Regions from separate parts of the Sus scrofa genome. Here region 2 is linked to region 1. Evidence: chromatin contacts called from public HiChIP or PLAC-seq data. All regions are on one chromosome and are shown on one strand. Each heading gives the region's core, a stretch centred on a gene start, on an enhancer-like site or on the middle of the called end of the contact. The rest is flanking DNA. Distances are from core to core; before and after follow the strand shown.

The links. HiChIP or PLAC-seq counts read pairs in DNA pulled down with a chosen protein or histone mark.
Region 2: a contact with region 1 is called in an H3K27ac HiChIP or PLAC-seq map of alveolar macrophages. The contact joins two enhancer-like sites. A contact is called at or near these places in 3 of 47 Hi-C or Micro-C datasets (adipose tissue, blood and liver) and 1 of 2 datasets of contacts at active chromatin or transcription factors (alveolar macrophages).

The regions. Positions count from the first base shown.
Region 1 is chr7:89,210,534-89,213,233 of Sscrofa11.1, forward strand. LOC102158121 (a long non-coding RNA gene) reads right to left here. Exons shown (of 3, transcript XR_304613.2): 3 at 1-137. Among named protein-coding and RNA genes, the nearest start is that of MAX, 44 kb to the left of the region's middle. Within about 2 kb of position 1,253, at least 44 of the 83 cell types and tissues checked have an H3K27ac peak or open chromatin away from gene starts, as enhancers often do. A contact at or near this core is called in alveolar macrophages, where this site is marked.
Region 2 is chr7:89,720,849-89,723,596 of Sscrofa11.1, forward strand. No RefSeq gene overlaps it. Among named protein-coding and RNA genes, the nearest start is that of FUT8, 200 kb to the left of the region's middle. Within about 2 kb of position 1,428, at least 8 of the 83 cell types and tissues checked have an H3K27ac peak or open chromatin away from gene starts, as enhancers often do. A contact at or near this core is called in alveolar macrophages, where this site is marked.

The DNA of each region.
Region 1 (2,700 bases), core at 3-2,502:
AAGAGGAAGGCTTGCAGCCCAAGTGACAGCCATGAGCAGGTCTGGAGAACTGGGCCAGGTTGTGTCAATGCTCTCCTTGCTGCTGTTGGCCCTTTCCGTAAATTATTAAGAAGATCCCCAGGCCTTGTAGATCCTATCTGGGAGAGAGGCAGAGAAAATTTACTATAAGAAAAAGAAATAAGAAATAGGGAAATAAAATTGTCTGCTTTTGTCACAATGGAGCATGTCTGCAGTGGGTCTGGCTACACACTTCCTAAATCAAGCCATATCCACTGAAGGCTATAGATGAAATCATTAGCGTCCTACCACTGGCAATTTTGAAATTTGGTTTTCTGAATCTTTCTTGTTCTAGGGCTGTGCATGCATCTTCCATAAGGGTTAGCCTCAGGAAACCAGACTCTGTTCATTTCAATGCTTATCCACCACTCAGGACAAGAGTAATAAATAATAAGAGTAGTAATTATGGAGAGTTTACTATGTGCCGGGCACTGTGCTTAAGTGCTTTATAAACATTACCTCACTCAATTCTTACAACAACCCTAAAGGTAGAAACATACTGTCATCATTTTATAGATGAGAAAAGGGAGGTTTAGAATTTATCTAAGGCAACCCTGACCCAACTCTTAACCACTAGGCCACTTGAAAAAATGACTATCTCCTGTAAAGCTTTTAAGGGTAACTGTGAACACGATGGACAGCTGTCTGGTGGCTTATACTGGGAAAATATTGCACTCCACTAAAACTAGGCTCTCCTGGCCAGGACCCTCCCCCTTCCTTCCCTTCTCTCTCCCATCCCTCCCCTACTTCCTTTCCCTCTCCTGCCCCATCTCTCTCTCTGGTTTAAACCCTCTTCTTATCTCCCTTAAACCCAGCCAGCCCACTCTGCTCAGCTGCTGGGGCAAACCCTGCAGGGGGTGGGCCTCCTGGTCCTTCGGGCCAATGTCCTCCAGGTGCTTCCGATAGACCTGAAGTGCAAAGGCCCTGCCTCCTGCTCCAGCAGCAGCCTGACCACGTCCACAGATCCCAGCTGCCTGTTGGGTTTGAGGCTCTTGGCCTGAAGGCTCTGCTGGCATCTGAGGACAAGGGAGCAGGAGGGCGGGTGAGGCCCCCTCCCAGCGGCGGGTGAGGCTGGCCTGGCAGAAGCTGTGGCCACCCTCTGTGATTACGGTCTCGGCAGTACTGGAGGCCGATGCAGAGATGACTTCCTCCTTGGGGTGGGGAGCCGATCAGCGGCGGCCATGGCAGGTTCGGTTTCACTTTCCTTGTCTCCACACTCTCTTTATTATCTCCTCTGAGCTGAAAACTTGGCCGTGGCCTCCCAAGGCCAGCCCCTATAAGTAATCAGAGCTTTTTTGGCTCAGATTTTGGTTCAGATTTTTTGGTTCCTTTCACTTTCCCGGTCAGAAGCTGCTTCTCTGGGCACTGCAGCTTTCCTGTCAGCAGGCCTGCAGGGCCCTCTGTTACAGGGAAGGAGAGACTGTTTGGGGTTGGGAAACCAGCAAGGGTTTAAGCCCCATCACTCTTCCACAGGCCCAAGGGGCTTCCTGTTTGTCAGATCAGGATGTTTGGAAAGTGCTTTGGTGTAACTGCTGTGCTGGCCCTGAAAGATGTGAACCCACAAGAGAGGCGATGGCTTCGATCCTACTGACCCAGCAGGGCTCCGGCTGCTCCCAGGGCTGAGGGAGGGGCCGGAAGCCTGGCTTCCGGAGAGTTAGGAAGGACTCAAAAGAAGTTGGCAGGATGACATTGTCTTGAGTCACATCTCAAGAGAATTTGGGAGAAGTGCTATTCTAAAACTACTATGTGGAAAATGAGGCTTTGCCTGGGATGGTGGGGAAGGTATGCTTTTCCAAGGGTGTCGTCATTGCCAGGTGACATCCGAGCCTTATGGAGAAGACAGTCGGGGATAAGGGATGAGCTGGACGTCCTGTGTTCTGGTGGTGACAGCTGAAGGACATGATTAAGTTACCCGGATGGTCTGAGCTTGGAGTTCCTGCCTCTACATTGATGTCTGCACCTGCAGGGATGCTGTGTGCATGCTGGTGGGCAGGGAGGAACAGCAGGGGTCTTGGCCTGCTTTGAAGTGGGACTGGACTGGAATCAGAGCATTGCTGTCCTCAGGTGCTGGGGAGTGAGCCTACGAAGAGGAGGCCAGAAAAAATGTGATGTGCTTTACCTACCAAGAGCTGGAGATAGTCCAACACCTTTACCTTTGAGAGGGAGCCCGGTTAAGAGGAGGGAAAGGCCTTGGGGTTGGCCACTCAGAAGCACAGCTCACCCAGAGAAGAAAAAATCCTGGCTGATGGGGGCTGATTTTGGGAGGACTGGGAGGGACTGTGAAGTTCAGATGTTTGCCAACAAGGGTGTGAGAGCAGCAAGCTTGCCTTGCTGAGCCCAGCTAGCTTGTCCTACTGCTGCAGCCTTGCCTGAGAGCCAAATGGTGGAGGCCTGTTTCAGGAGCCCCTTATCTCTCATTACCACTCGCTGAGCATCCTTTCACAAATGACTTCTGGACATACTCACAGCCCCTTCTTCAAGCTCGCAAGGTAGAGACACTTGCCTGAGGCCAACCTTCCTCAGAAGTGGTGGAGCCAGGATTCAAGCCCAGGTCAGCGTGAGTCCAAAGCCCAGGGTTTTTACCATGGACACCAGGTGACCTCTCACTACCCAGAAGGAATATGACAGGGCCCGTCCTGTGGG
Region 2 (2,748 bases), core at 178-2,677, 510 kb after region 1:
CACACACACACACACACACGCACGCACGCACGCACGCACACACATTCTTTTTCTCATATTATCTTCCGTCATGTTCTATCCCAAGAGATTGGACACATTTCCCTATGCTGTACAGTAGGACCTGATTATTTCTCCATTCTAAATGTAATAGTTTGCCTCTACTAACCCCAAACTCCCCATCCATCCACTCCCTCCCCCCTCCCCCTTGGCAACCACAAGTCTGTTCTCTAAGTCTGTGAGTCTGTTTCTGTTTTGTAGACAGGTTCGTTTGTGCCATGTTTTAGATCTTGACAGAAGCTCTGACACCCCAGGAAGAGAAGGTCACTTGAAATGGATGTAGTTAAACAGATTTGTTTGGCTTTTCCTGAGGAATCCTATAGTGGCCTCTGCCCCAGAGTGGGACTCTCTGTAGGGGCAGTGCCACAGGGGACACTGAGCAGACCAGGAGGGTATGCAGAAAGCTAACCCTGGAGTTCCCGTTGTGACTCAGTGGTAACGAACCGGACTAGTATCCATGAGGACGCAGGTTCGATCCCTGGCCTCGCTCAGTGGGTTAAGGATCCAATCCAGCATTGCCAGACCTGTGGTGTAGGTCACAGACATGGCTCGGATCTGGTGTTGCTGTGGCTGTGGTGTAGGCTGGTGGCTACAGCTCTGATTTGACTCCTAGCCTGGGAAATACATCCATACACCGCACACGTGGTTCTTAAAAAGCAAAAAGAAGAAGAAAGAAAGAAAGAAAGAGAAAAGAAAGAAAGAAAAGAAAAGAAAAAAGGAAAGGAAAGGAAAAGAAAAGAAAAGAAGAAGAAAGAGCTAACTCTGCAGGCCTGAGACTGCTGTCCTTTGAAAGGCCTGCTCCCTCGATTGGCCCTGGGCACCAGGCTGTCAGGAGGGTTCCCACCACCCTGGTGGCTGAGAGGCTTGCTGGGCCTAAACTATTTGCACAGACAATGTGGTTTATGTTCAACAGCTGCTTTCCTTCTGGGAGTCTGGAATTTGCTGCCGTGGTAGGCAGAGGATGCTGACACATGCAGCCCCCAGTAAAACCCGGGCCCTGAGTCTTGAAAGGCTTTCCTGGGTAGCATCGTATCAAACGTATTGGCATGCTTTGTTCCTGGGGAATTAAGTGAGGCTGGACGACTCCATGGCATATGACTCTTGGAAGCTCGTGCCTGTTTCCCTTTGCTGATTTTGCTTTGTGTCCTTTCATTGTAATAAATCTTAGCTGTGAGTATGATGGAAGACTGAGGCATGTGCATCTTCCTGGCAAAGCACTGAACCTGGTGCTCTTGGAGACCCTGACACACTAGGGAGGTAGGAGGTGGGAGTAAGTGTCGGAGCTACCCCTGTCTAGATATCTGCAGATTCTCTAACTTCACCACTGGTCAAACTTCTGCCTTTAGAACTTCCTCTTGCCATCTCGTGGTCTCTAATTTCCTCCTTTCCCTCAACTGAACAGTCTCATTATTCAAATTAAGTGCTTGAGGGTGTCCTCCTGTGACTCAGCCTAGTTTGAGCTCTGAAATGGGAGAATGAGACCAAGGCTGAGAAATACGAAAAAAGCTTGAATCCGTTAATTAATAAAGTAGAATGACAATAAAATACCTGTAGGCATTGCACTTAAAATTCTTCTCTCCTGTACACTATCTGAAATGGTGTCCTTCTTCTCTGAGAAGGTAGGTGGGTGTCACCCAGAGGGTGTCACAAGGCAGAAAGAGGGTCATTGGTCATAGCCACAGAAGTTGGGGGTGGGGTAACCCCCCTGCAGTGTCCCCCAGGCAGATGCTCTTGTGGTGGTTGGGAATGTGACAAATGTGTGGTTTCCTCCCCCAGGTGGCAGAGGACAGAGCCGGGGAAGCTGGGCCAGATCTAGTGGGTGGTAGAAGCCTTTTTCACAACCTTGAATTTCATTTCAGAGGAGGGGGACTGGGAGTCACTGGATGGTTTTTAATAGAGGAAGGGCTGAGATCTCAAATATCTTTTCTGGTTCAAAGACCTATATACGAATACCCCCAAGCACTCAGGCCATCCCTGGAGAAGAACAGGGCCATTTTGAAGAAATTGGTGCTGTAGTTTTATATCCTTTTATTGTAATTTCTGGGAGCTAAGAACCATTGAATCATCTTGAGGAATCCTGCCTGTCTTGACCCTTTCTTTCCTCCCCTTCTTCCTTGCTTTTTCTTTAAGAAACAGAGGGATGAAAAACCAGAATCCTCATTCCTTTGCTACAGCATTGTCATTTGAATTAATTCATTTGGTGAATGGGCCTATGATTTGCATTTAGAAGAAAATTGCTATTTGAGTTTTAACTAGAACAGTTGGCCGGTAAATCAGCAGGCCCTCTTCATACTGACTCCCTATTTCCCCGTGGGATGGGACCCCCAGGCCCAGCAATACAGCTGGGAGCACCCCACTGACTGCAGGCATCTTCCCTGCCCAGACACTGACCTTCTCCTGTGATTAAGCCACATTTTCCCTCTGAGCAAAAGTCTAGAATTGGTTGATTAATCATGCCATTGTGAAATACGAACGGCATGAAAGCAAGTTGAAAATAACGAAATAAAAATCTTTTAAGAATTTAAAGCTAACCTCAACATCTGTAGTAAAATCTTCTGGTTCTGATTGATACAAAATCATTTTCCCAGATGAATCTCATTAATATATTATTGTATGCCTACTATGTGCTGGGCACCATTCTAAGCTCTTTGTGTAATTTAATTCTCACAACGCTTTCTTTAGTAGAGACAA